Regions from separate parts of the Xenopus laevis genome. Here region 1 is linked to region 2. Evidence: chromatin contacts called from public Hi-C data. All regions are on one chromosome and are shown on one strand. The core of a region is the stretch at or near the end of the contact, and the rest is flanking DNA. Distances in the headings are between cores, read along the strand shown. Region 1 overlaps faf1.S (Fas (TNFRSF6) associated factor 1 S homeolog). Region 2 holds the start of dmrta2.S (DMRT like family A2 S homeolog).

The links. A called contact is a pair of places that touch in the nucleus more often than the background predicts.
Region 1: a contact with region 2 is called in a Hi-C map of animal cap, with 7 times the contacts expected there. The contact joins the enhancer-like site here to the promoter of dmrta2.S in region 2. A contact is called at or near these places in 3 of 4 Hi-C or Micro-C datasets (the XL177 cell line, the XTC cell line and animal cap).

What each region holds. Positions count from the first base shown.
Region 1 is chr4S:76,018,800-76,025,103 of Xenopus_laevis_v10.1, reverse strand. All of the region lies in intron 7 of faf1.S (Fas (TNFRSF6) associated factor 1 S homeolog), which reads left to right. Among protein-coding and RNA genes, the nearest start is that of faf1.S, 51 kb to the left of the region's middle. Within about 2 kb of position 3,328, at least 2 of the 7 cell types and tissues checked have an H3K27ac peak or open chromatin away from gene starts, as enhancers often do. A contact at or near this core is called in animal cap, where this site is marked.
Region 2 is chr4S:75,905,354-75,911,957 of Xenopus_laevis_v10.1, reverse strand. It overlaps dmrta2.S (DMRT like family A2 S homeolog), which reads left to right and starts at 5,293. Exons shown (of 2, transcript NM_001095679.1): 1 at 5,293-6,279. The coding sequence starts at 5,844.

The sequences.
Region 1 (6,304 bases), core at 2,079-4,578, 120 kb before region 2:
ATGCTGAGCATGTTGCCAAGTGCTGCTGCCTTCTCTAGAAATACATGTTTCCACAGTCCCAGGGTAGAAATCCTTGTAATTGTTTAAGAGAAACATATGAGTCTTCGTTGCAAACATTTATTGTGAGTGGGAAATCATATGCTGGGATTTGTGCATGTTCCGTGACCAGACACGTTGCTCCCGGATTTTTGTGAGTTTTTACAGCTGCAAGGGAAAAAAGCATCTGTTCTCAGTAAAGCCACTATTGTTTAGTCTTGCCACTTACTCTTCCATGCTTCTTGTACCAGGCTCAGGATTAAAAGCCACTAGGATGAAATGTGCTTTAACTAGTCAGCTGTTCCCTATAGGGCCTTGATAGCTTAAGTAAAGCTTATATTGCTAAAAGAGACATCCATGATCAGGGTCAGCTCCCTAAAGCAGCGTGACTATAGTGGGCCAGATCACTGATCAGTTTGCTTAGCAGTGTGAGGATGAAAATCTCTTGTGTTGATTTTTATTTAGAAAGGCATATCATTTGCATAGTCATTTGCATTTCACCAACTTGTCCCTTCACTTTAATGCTAAAGAAAACAGTGGCACCAGTCTCCATTGTTCTTCAAACCATCCAGCCCTTATTCCAGCCAAATTCTTTATGGCCAATTTCTAGCTCGAATGAGTGCTGCTTGGTTCTCAGCTTCAAACCTTTAAAACCTCATCCGAAACAATTTCATCAGGTTCTGTTTTCTATGTAACTACATTTCTTTGTTTTACATACACCATTGTACATCTATGAAAACATAATTTCTCTCCATGATACACATGGATTTTAATCTAGATTTGTCTGTATAAAGTTACACTGGCATGCACTTTAAATACGCCTGTCATATAAAAAAAAGTCAAACTGTAGCAAAAAGTTTAATATTCCATTTTCTTATGGGCACTTTGTGTTGTTAAAGGAAAAGGGTTAACAGAATTCAAAGAGACAATTGTAAGTATGGGAACCTCATTGTTCATTAATGCCTTGACTATGGAAATACTTTGAAATATTTGCCATAATGTTCTATTAAAACAAACTTAATTTTTTCAATTATTAGCTTTTTTTTTAAAATCACAACTGTACTTTGTACCTGATGTTAACTAAAGCTAGCATCGATTCTTGTTGATAATAAATCAATCCTCTTAGGATTTTTAATTTTCAGATGTTTTTAGTAGCCTAAACTATTGTGCTTTACATTAAGGGGGTTATAAATCAAAATCCGAAAAGTTCTCACTATTTTCTGAAATCGACTCCGACCAAATCGGAACAGATTTTCCCCCCCTATTTATCAATACATTTTCACAAATTCTTCTTGTGCGGAAAAAGTCACAGGTATAAAAATCAGAATCTTACTATTCTGTCAGACTTTACACCCAAATCCTGCAAATTTTTTTTTTTTTTTTTTTGTAAAATCACCCGAAAGCTACAATTTTTTCAGAAACCCAGCACAACTCATAAAATATTCCAATTGTTAACGGGACATCTGCCATTGCCTATTACATGTTCTCGGCAGGAGAAACTTTAATAATTATTTGTCTTGAAAAAAATTACATCTTCACCTTTAAAAGTCTGACTATAAAAATAAAATATAAAAAAATTCCAAACCCCAAGCATTCTGGATTTCATGTCTGTACTGGGATACCACTGAAGGCACTGCAAATATTTCTGTGTTCTAAATGTATTTGTAAATGTCGTACAGTCTGTATCACTGTTTATATTCTGTATGCTTTTATTTCTGTCTCCTGTAACAATATAACAGAAACTAGAAGATTTACAGACCTGGAGGTAAACTACCTTCTACTACATTCTTTGTAGTTTGCATTTACAAATGATTTAAAACCACTGAACAGGTTTAATGAATATTTATTGGAAAATTACAGTTTCTCTCATTATGCAAACAGATAATAGATAGGGATGCACCAAATCCAGGATTCGATTTGGGATTCGGCCTTTTTCAGCAGGATTCGGCCGAATCCTTCTGCCCACCCGAACCGAATCCGTACCCTTATTTGCATATGCAAATTAGGACAGGGAGGGAAATCATGTGGCTTTTTGTCACAAAACAAGGAAGTAAAAAATGTTTTCCCATTCCCACCCATAATTAGCATATGCAAATTAGGGTTCGGTATTCAGCTGAATCTTTCGTGAAGGATTCGGGGGTTCGGCCGAATCCAAAATAGTGGATTCAGTGCATCTCTAGTAATAGACCCCATTAAAATCATAGGCTAGCAAATTTCATTCACAAATAACTTCAAATTATTTAAGATCTTTGATTTATGATTATTGGAAAGTTTTTACATATTCTTTTATTAAGCAAGAAACAGTTTGAGTGGAAACTGCCTTCACCAACTTGCACTGTGATACACACTCTGCACTAAAACAAGACAAAACAACTGTATACAAAAGGAAATGTAACCATTAGTTCTTACAATAATTATAACTTTTTTTTAGAATTTAAACAATTTTTGTAACTGAACTATTTAATAGATTTACTAAACATTGATTTCACATTGATTTCACATTGATTTCAGATGCAAATACAAATATGCCCCCCATTTGTGATGAGAAGATCACAGTTTGCCATGGTTTAGTAACTCACAACATCCAATAAACTATTTGCTTTGGATCAAATGACGAGCAAAGGCTACCTACTAATTGGTTGTGCGATCTTAAAGTGTAAGCCCCTCAATGACAAGGGTAAAAGATGTATTATGTCCAAATATATAGGAAGTAAAAAATTAAGTATAATATTAAATAATTTGATGGTGTTCCTTTAGTTAAACATTGGCAAAAGTCTTACTTGTGTGTTTGTATAACACCCCAAGTTATATATGAATATATAAACTCATTGATATTGATTGAAGCCTCACAATGATACCCTTTTTTTACTCTTTCAGTTTAAATAGCACAAAGTGAATTTATGTAAAGAAAAGAATTATTCGAACGTTGGTTTGAATATAAAACTTTAATTAATATAACTGAAAAATAAGGGCATAATTGTACTAAGGATTATAGTCAGCTGTTTTGCTTTTTCTCTGTAATCCTACATTTTACTTTAAACAAAAAGTGTAGTTTGTATATACTGAAGCATTGTATGCCCTACCTCCAGCTGACCGGAAATGCACTGACACAAGGGCTGCCACATAGCAATGCATGCAGTCTATTAACAAGCAGACATTTCTGAATGTCTGCTATATTCATATACCCATTTCCCCTGCTTTCCTTCTCTTTGTCTCCCTTAAGGGACAAGAGGATCTCTAGTTAAAGATGTAAAACCTGAATTTCTTGCTCTCAGTGCACATACACAGAGCAGTGCTGAGATTAGAGGAACCCCATTGAGCTGCTAATGCTTCAGGGCATCACCAGCAAGAGAAGCATGTGAAACTGGGCATGGGAGGAAGGAAGGATCTGCTTTATATTTAGTTCTGGGTCACCAGATCTTAATGATAGATTAAACGGAGGCCTTGAAATAATGAAGAGGTTTGTACAGTGAGCGAGGCAAGAACCAAAAGTCCATGTTCTGTAACGGTTTCTTAAAGTTCCAGATCTGCATTCTTTGTTTAACTGGACATCCCTTAAAAGCTTATGGATAATTGGAAACGAACTAAGAAAGAGATTTAACGGGCTCTTTAAACATGGCTGGCATCCTTTGTCCTAAATGGAGGATTTCCTACCCAGGGTGAAACGAGTAGTAGACAACTAATAAACCGTTTAATGGGGATAGATTAGCAGGGCCGGATTTACATAGTGGGCACCCCTAGGCCCACTGCCATTCGTCACCCCTGTTCCCCCCCCTTTATTTGTGCAAATTTTCATCATCAATGAGGATTGGCGCATGGGAAATTTAAAAAATGATTGTATCTCCAGCACATCCCCAGTGTTTTTGAACCAATGTGGGTGCGGTTGGGCAACATACCGCCCCCCTAAAATCCTGCCCCCCTAGGCCCAGGCCTAGGTGGCCTTTCCACAAATCCGGGCCTGTAGATTAGTAGTGACAGATCCAGTATAAATGAAAATTTGATTGCCATATATAAAAAAGTTTTATACTCCACTTTACCAAATGCCATTTATATTTTCTTGTAATAGAAATACAGTGGTAATGCAGCTGGACTTATGCTGATTTCATTTATAGACAGCATCGGTGGTTGAAAATCGTAATAGGGTAATTTTTAAAATAATTGTTTTTTTATTTTGTTTCAATATGAAGCATGTAAGAATAGTTTGTCTATTGACCTGTTAATCATCTGCCCTACAGTGCCTTGTAATGTTTCTAGGTTTTAGGTTAATTATCTAATATACCCCATTAACAAAGATTGAATTATATTACAAATACTCTTGGTATCTTGGATCTATCACAATATAGCATATGACTGCTTTTCTCAGTTTTGCCAAATCACAATCCGATTCTGTGTATAATTCTACAACATAAACATTAATGGCTAACTGCAGGGATCTTAGACATGCTTAACCCCCTTTTGGTTTTAGGATTATCCTTAAAAGCCTTTGTGATTGTTTTGTTTAGCACCATTAAGTGGGCTATTTATTAAAACTCAAATTCTCCCATTATTTTAATAATAAAAATTTGACCAAACTCCCAGCCACGATCTGGCTTAATTTACTAACAATTCGGATCGAAAGTGGTCTGTGCGCAAAAGATCTCGACAAAATGGTGTGACATTTTAGAACTGTCACCTGAAAATCAGATTATCAAACGAATACCAGTGTCAAACAACCCAATACCTTCGACAGTCATAAAGGTAAATAACATGTTCCAATTGTTAAAGGGATTGCCTGGCATTGACTTTTACATGACTTCGACAGGTTTTAGCTGGAGTATTTTCAGATTAGATTTTTAACAACTTTGGAGCATAATAAATCTCGAAACATTCAATTTTTTTTCCCTCTAAAAATTCTGATTCTTTTCTCAATCAATAAGAAAAATTTGCTGTATCATAAATAGGCCCCACAATGTCTTTCTGCAGCTTTTGCACATGTCTTTCAGCAGCTGGGGGGTACAACAGCATATAACATATTCTCTTCTCTGTGCTGTGGGTACAGTTATTTAATATGGAATAAAAACATTTTCAGTACTAAAGACTTTAGCAGCTTTGATATCTAGTAGCTATGGTTGAAAAATGGAAAGAGCTTTTCTTAAACAATGCAAAGGAGCGCATGGAAAGGCATACCAAATTCAGAGGCCAGTTGCCAGTGAGATCACCGTGCAATGGTTACTACAGTTTTTTTTATGTGCTTTTTCTGCTAGAAAGTCATCCGGACTATGAAATGGTAGAGAATATCATAACTTGATTGTCCTTAAAGTAAAGAAACCCTTTGGGGCACATGTACTAAGGGTCGAATTTCTAAGTGATAAAACTCAGAAATTCGACCATTGAATTGAAAAATGTAATTTTTTTTTTTTTTTTAGCTGTTTTCGATCAAATTCAAATCGGTTACGATTTAATTGATCGATCGAACGATTTTCAAAAACAAAAACTTCGACTTCTAAAAACTTAGCCAAATACTGCCTATAGGTTGTAGGAGGTCCCCATAGGCTAACATAGCAATTTGGCAGATTTAAGGTGGCGAAGTGGCGAATTCGAAGTTTTTTTAAAGAGACAGTACTTTGATTTTCGAATGGTCGAATATTCTAAGTTTTTTTAATTCAAATTGAATTTTGGCCTATTCGATTGTCGAAGTACCCAAAAATTACTTAGAAATTGGAAGTTTTTGAATTCGAAAATTCACTTCGAATTCACTTCGACCCTTATGTTCTGAGGTTTAAACCTATTTGCCCCCTGTCTCAGTGAATGTCATCTTATCACACATTATGCACTGTTTAAAGGAAAAATGTCACTTGACAAATATATTGATATGGTCTTTGTATTCTTAGTGGAATAACCCTAACCTTTTATAGTAACTTAGGTCATCCAGTCATTAAATTATTTTAATCACTCTTTAAACTTCTACTATGTTTCTTATGTAGCAAGCATGGAGTGCAAACTTGCACTCCATACTCTAACCACTGAATTAAGTGTAAGCAGAAATTATGCATAAGGGCGAATAATTATGCAAAGCTCTGAAATGATCAATAGGTCATAAATTAAAAGTGTAACTGACTCTGTAAAGCACAGTGTAATATTTCTGTGCCACATACATTATATAAAATAAAGGGTATAAAACAAAGTTTACACTGTGAAATATCATTGATGTACCAAATTTGGACTGGACCATGTTAGTTTGAAATTTTTTTGTGTGACTTAGTAATGTTTTATAGCATTTTCTTTTTAT
Region 2 (6,604 bases), core at 4,044-6,543:
TCCTGCCAATGTACACAGCCAGGACAGACAGACCATGCCAGACGCCTGTCTTTCGACTAGGGTTGCCACCTGGCCGGTAAAAATTATGGTTTATCCCAATGTTATTTAACATACCTCCCAAGTGTCCCGTTTTGATTGGGACAGTCCTGCTCAACAGCTTCACCTGCAGTCCCGGATTTGTACTGATATTTGCTAAGTTTCTCTTTGATCTGCTGCACTAAACAGACAGAAAAAGTTACAAAGTTTCTAACTCAATTGGCTCTCGGTAGAGAGCCCAAAACACATACTTTTGTAACAGTTTTAGAAAAGATAAGAATGAAGACTCACAGCTTAAAGGGCAATTCACATTAATTTGCAAAACTGTAATAACATATAAAAACCATAGAAATGTATTCAACTTTCATAACCTGCCAAATTTTGTAAAATGGACATGGTAATTAGGGGGTGTGGCCACAAAAATGGGCGTGGTAAAAATTGCTGCTCAGCATGGCAAATCTTTTTGACCCTCTTTCTGTTTCCAAAATGTTGGTAGGTATGTTAGGAAAAAAAGATAAATATATAGGAATTAGGAAGGCCCAGTGTTGGACTGGCCCACTGGGATACCAGGAAAACTCCCAGTGGGCCCAGGTGTCAGTGGGCCCTTTTGCTTCTAATCATTTGGCCTATTTCATGGTCATCATAAATTTCTATGAGAACAAAGAAGCTAAATAGATGGAACAATAGATTATAGTATGTAAAGAAAAGAGACTAGGAGAATAGAGGTTGAGTGAGGAAGAATAATAGTAGTGAGAGTTGGCCCCTGGTCTACGGTTTTTGGGTGGGCCCCTGGTGTCCCAGTCTGACACTGTGTGGGGGGCCCTGATATAGCAGTCCCAGTGGCCCCAGGACCCCCAGTCCGACACTGGGAAGGCCGGTATTTTTTTTTCCAGAAAAGGTGGCAACCCTACCACTACATTTCTGGACAGTACCAGTGTGCATTTAATCTGGGTTGTAAGACTGTATTGTGAGGGATGAGTAGGGTCTATTGGCCGCACACTAGCCCAGTTCTAGTGCTCCTCTAATAGAGACTCTGTCTCAGAGGCAGAGGAATGCGGGACGGCGAACTGCTAAGAGAATGGAAAGTTTGAAAGAAACTGTTCCGCGGCCTTTGCTAATGAGCTCGCTTTTGTTTAACAAGGAGACGTGAAACAAGCAATTAAAATCAGCTCAGTTAAACACATTAATAACGCGACCAGGACGAGCAAGGGAGCGTCACGCGCGCTGGGAATGGCGGGATATTTTATGTGGGGAGCATTTATGTGGCGCTGCTGAATCAAGGAACTCGATACTTAAGCGCAAAAAAGCGCGCGTGTGTGTGTTACATGATAAACGACGCAAGTGAATAAATAACAACTGCCCTTGATAACGCTTTGTACACATTCCCTCTCCCCAAGGGGTTTAATAGAGCCAATACACTCCAAATCCTGAATTTCATGCTTCTTCCTTTTCTGTTTTTGGATCTTATTATTGTAATATTGGTTGTGAGGTAATTACTTTTAATGCCAGAAAGATTAAGGTTAATATCATCTCTATTAGGCTGCAGGCTGCTAATTAAAAGTGGTGAAGGCGTATGAAGGAACAGATGGGAAGATTCCAGCTCTAGTGAGTAAATAGAGAGGCAGCCTGCCGTTAGCAGCAGCCAGGCCTGGACTGGGAGTCAATTATATAGGCCCTGTCATTCGAAGTACACAGAGGCCCAAACAGCCTCCTACCAGCCCAAACAGACCACTACCAGCCCACTATATGGAAACTTTCTATGGAGCCGTACAGCAGCCCCTCTGGCATTTGCCAGAACCCACAGATTGCCAGTCTGGCAGCAGCTATATACAGGGTGCAAGGGAAACATATATATATATATATATATATATATATATATATATATATATATATATATATATATATATATATATAATAAACAAAAGCCATGAATATCCTGTAAATTATATTCTTATAAACGGTGAGTTCTGATGTCATTTCTGTCACATGACTCACTGAAACTTGTGTATTATAATAAATAAAGTACCCCCTGTTGCAAAATATGAGGATAATAGAAGTTACCTTGGAGTTCCATGACCTTCAGCCTCATGTTTTTATATGGTCATGAAACTCCTCGGTAACTTGTAATATCCTTATAATTTACAAGAGGGGGTTACTTTAGTCACTATATATATATATATATATCTATATCTATCTATATCTATATCTATATCTATATCTATATCTATATATATATATATATAGAAATATATATATATATAGATATAGATATAGTGATATCCTGATATTTTGCAACTGGGGGTACTTTATTTATTATAATACACAAGTTTCAGAGTCATGTGACAGAAATTACATCAGAACTCAACGTTTATAAGGATATCATTTACAAAATATTCATAGCTTTTGTGTATTATATACTTTAGGCACTAAAAAGATTCCCTCTGCTCTGGATTCCTGCATTTAGCTGCTTCTGACAACAAACTAAACTTAATTGACTTCACTAGAAGAAGATTTAATTAAGTCCAGAGCTCACATTTCTGCAGGAACTGGAAACTAAATCGAAGACCAAAAAAAAAAAATCGATATATTTGCTAAAGAATTAGGTGGCCGTGCAGCAACTACACGAACAATCTTACATTTATTCCGCTTAAAAACATAATTTTCGCAGTAAACCCAGCAGAACAAACATTCGCAATCAGAAGTCATAAAGATACATTTATGGTGGTGATACCAATTCAAGTTGCAACAATTAAAATAACCATTCTGCTTTGAAAATAAATGATTGATTTTAACGAAAGCATCAATTTACATACACTGTCAACGAGGATTAGGGAAAAACGACAACATATTTTATATAACCGCAAAGTATTTGTTTTTTATTCTACAGTTTCGAAATGATTCGTACTAACAACAACGATTAAAAAGGGCGTTTGTTTTCTGTTTTTAACAATTGAACAATTTTAGTTGCTTATTTAATCAATGAAAGACGCGGTGCCAGCGATATTATTCCGTTAGTCCCGGGTTATTTCGTTGTCTTGTGCTCCAAGACAAAAGAAAAAGTGATGGGGAAAACGAACAAATCTTATATCTAAATCTGCGCTAAATCGGCAGTTTCTAACAAGAATCACAAGTCCATAAAATTATGTTATTTGGATACTATTCTATATATCTGTCTGCAAATTAAAAGCTTCAATGGGCGATAAAACCACATTAAAAAAACAAAAATGTATATTTTAAATGACAAAACATCACAGCAATCGCCTTAAAGGAATATTCCAGCTGTGTAAAAGCCAAAGAGTTGCCAGTGTCGCAGAGGGAAGCGTCGCAGACAGAATCGCACAGAGAAACAAACAGGTGCATCGCACAGACACTTCAGGAGATCAGTGGGACAAACACGATTGCTACAAATTCATATTATAGACGATGTATACATTTTATGGTAAACAACGCATTGTTCCTCTGAGTCAAATGCCAATAGTATTTGTTACATCATGATGAAATGACTGCTGTAAATGTGCTGCTTAGGCAATATATAAATGATGTATCTAATACACAAAATACGTATCAGGACATACAAGGCAAATATATACATGTATAGATCTGGTTAGAGCCCATGTCTCCAAAGTTGTTCCTGCGTCTTATAATGGGGCTGTTCTCTCTTATAGCCGGCTGGAAAATGCAAGGTTGGGAAACATTGGCTAAAAAGAGTGCATTTGTGGGAGTGCTGTGGGTCCTTATCAGACCTGGGACTGGCTGTTGTGCTGCATTATTACGTTCTTGTGTTAAATGTGTTTTACTTTCTCCAGAAATTAAGCTTTAAGACCACGCGGTTTCAGAATTGCAGTGTATTTAAAATATATTTGGTGGGCTGGCTCCCTTTTGCATATTTGCAATCGGTTTACATTGAAGAACCATTTTTTGTGACACAATGCCATACTGATTAGATGTGTATATTTAATTTGATGGAAATAACTAGTGTGAGTAAAAATAGAAGCGATTTCGTTTTTATTGCAAACATATCAAACAAACGTTTTGCACACTGGTAGCAAATTTTAGCACTCCCCCATATCCCTAAAACTCAAGTAATACATAAGATAGATAGATAGATAGATAGATAGATAGATAGATAGATAGATAGATAGATAGATAGATAGATCGATCGATCGAGAGAGATGATGGAGAGAGAGAGAGAGAGAGAGAGAGAGAGAGAGAGAGAGAGAGAGAAATGATAGATAGAGAGAGAGAGAGAGAGAGAGAGAGAGAGAGAGAGAGAGAGAGAGAGATTATAGATGATGGATAGATAGATAGATAGATAGATAGATAGATAGATAGATAGATAGATAGATAGATAGATAGATCGATCGATCGATCGATAGATCGATCGATCGATAGAGATAGATAGATAGATAGATAGATAGATCGATCGATAGAGATAGATAGATAGATAGATAGATAGATCGATCGAGAGAGATGATGGAGAGAGAGAGAGAGAGAGAGAGAGAGAGAGAGAGAGAGAGAGAGAGAAATGATAGATAGAGAGAGAGAGAGAGAGAGAGAGAGAGAGAGAGAGAGAGAGAGAGAGAGATTATAGATGATGGATAGATAGATAGATAGATAGATAGATAGATAGATAGATAGATGAGACGAACATGACACATACCATTTCCCATCCCTCTGACTCCATTCTGTATAGTTCCAATCAAAGTTTTTGTGTCTTACAATGCAATTATCTGTGCAACGATTTGCCCAAAGCAAGCGGATGGCGTGATGAAAGCTCACACTTTCCTTTGTACATATGTAATTATGTATGTAATAATATAACACTAATAATAGAGAAAACCGTTGCAGGAATTTGTTGATGTATAATGCAAAGTAATTCTGTAGCAGCATCAATAAATGTATTTCTTCTGCAACTATCTGTGCTATCTATATCTATATGTATATATATGTAATGTATGTATGTGCATGTATATATATGTAATGTATGTATGTGCATGTATATATTTATGCACAAAGCATGGGATGAGCTGGATATAGGAATGAGTACTTGCCTGTTTAGCAGTGGGATCCGCCCCGGGCCCCTCCATACAATGTTATTTGAGAAAGGCAAGTGTTTGACACAGTCCAGGAAGGGATTAGCCAATGGGAAGTGGCCAATGCGCTGAGTAGCCAATGGCAAGATGTACATTGTTGTGCAAGTGTGTGTAATGAGTAGGCACAGAGCAGCGAGTGGAGACACAGGAGCTGCGCTGAGACTGAGTGTAACGTGGAGGTTGGAGCCGGACTGTCCTGTGTCTCCTTTCACTTTCACAGCGGCCGGACCTGCAGCCTGAGATCTGTCACGTGTGCAGGGGAGTCGGGCCTCTCAGAGAGTGCGGGGAGTGCAGGGGAGCAGCTTCTGGGTAGGAGCGTGCTAGAGAAGACCTCAGGTGTGGGCGAATCGTGGGTTGGAGGGTGCTCACTGCTCAGTGATGTGAGTTCTGGATCTAACCTCGGACTGGCATTAAAAAAAAGATACTGACTCTAATGGAATAATCGTTGGCGCCAGACTGAGGGGCGCAGGTTTATGTGGCACAAGGGTAGTCTATGGGACTGTGTGGATAAAGCAGCTCACAGTAGTGAGTGTAGGGTTAATACTAACTGTAACTTTAGCGCGGCGTGTGTAGCGCAGAGTCAGTGCAGAGTCAGTGGAGCTTGTGTGCCTTACTATAAATCGGGGCACTGGGATATACAGACGGGTCAGTACATTTACCTGCTATTTATTCAAGGGATTATAGGGGCACAGGGTGTAGTGGATCAACTCTACAATGGAGCTGAATGGTCCCCCAAGTTCCCAGGTTCCTCATACCCCCACTTCTGCTCCATCACTTCCAATCACCGTGGCAGGTACTCTCCTGCGTGGCCCCCAGTTGCTGCTCCGCGCCGCAGAGAAGTATCCCCGCACCCCCAAGTGTGCCCGATGCAGGAATCACGGGGTAGTGTCCGCACTCAAGGGCCACAAGCGCTACTGCCGCTGGAAAGACTGTATGTGCGCAAAATGCACTCTGATCGCGGAGCGCCAGCGGGTGATGGCCGCGCAAGTTGCGCTCCGCAGGCAGCAAGCCCAGGAGGAAAACGAGGCCCGGGAGCTGCAGCTGCTCTATGGAACTGCCGAAGGACTAGCTCTGGCGGCAGCCAATGGCATCCTCCCACCCCGGCCAGCCTACGAGGTCTTCGGATCGCTGTGTGGCGAGGGAGGAACAGGTAATTATTTTTTATTAACAAATATTCTGAAGCGCTAACATTGTGTATTATCAAACATAAACAAGCTTTACTGAAACAGGAGATAAAAAAGGCCCCTGGCCACCAAAGCTTGCAATCTTTCACTTCTTAAAAAGATTTCATTAGACAAATTGGATGGATCGGTGGGTAGATATATTATTTTATTATTTATTATTAACGTTATGCTTACTATTAACTTATTAATCATTATTGTACTCAATGATGAATATTATGCTTATTAGGAATACCTGAGCTATACCTGAGAGCATCGCTTTCCCTCTGATTGCAGGCAAGCGACAGATGAGTA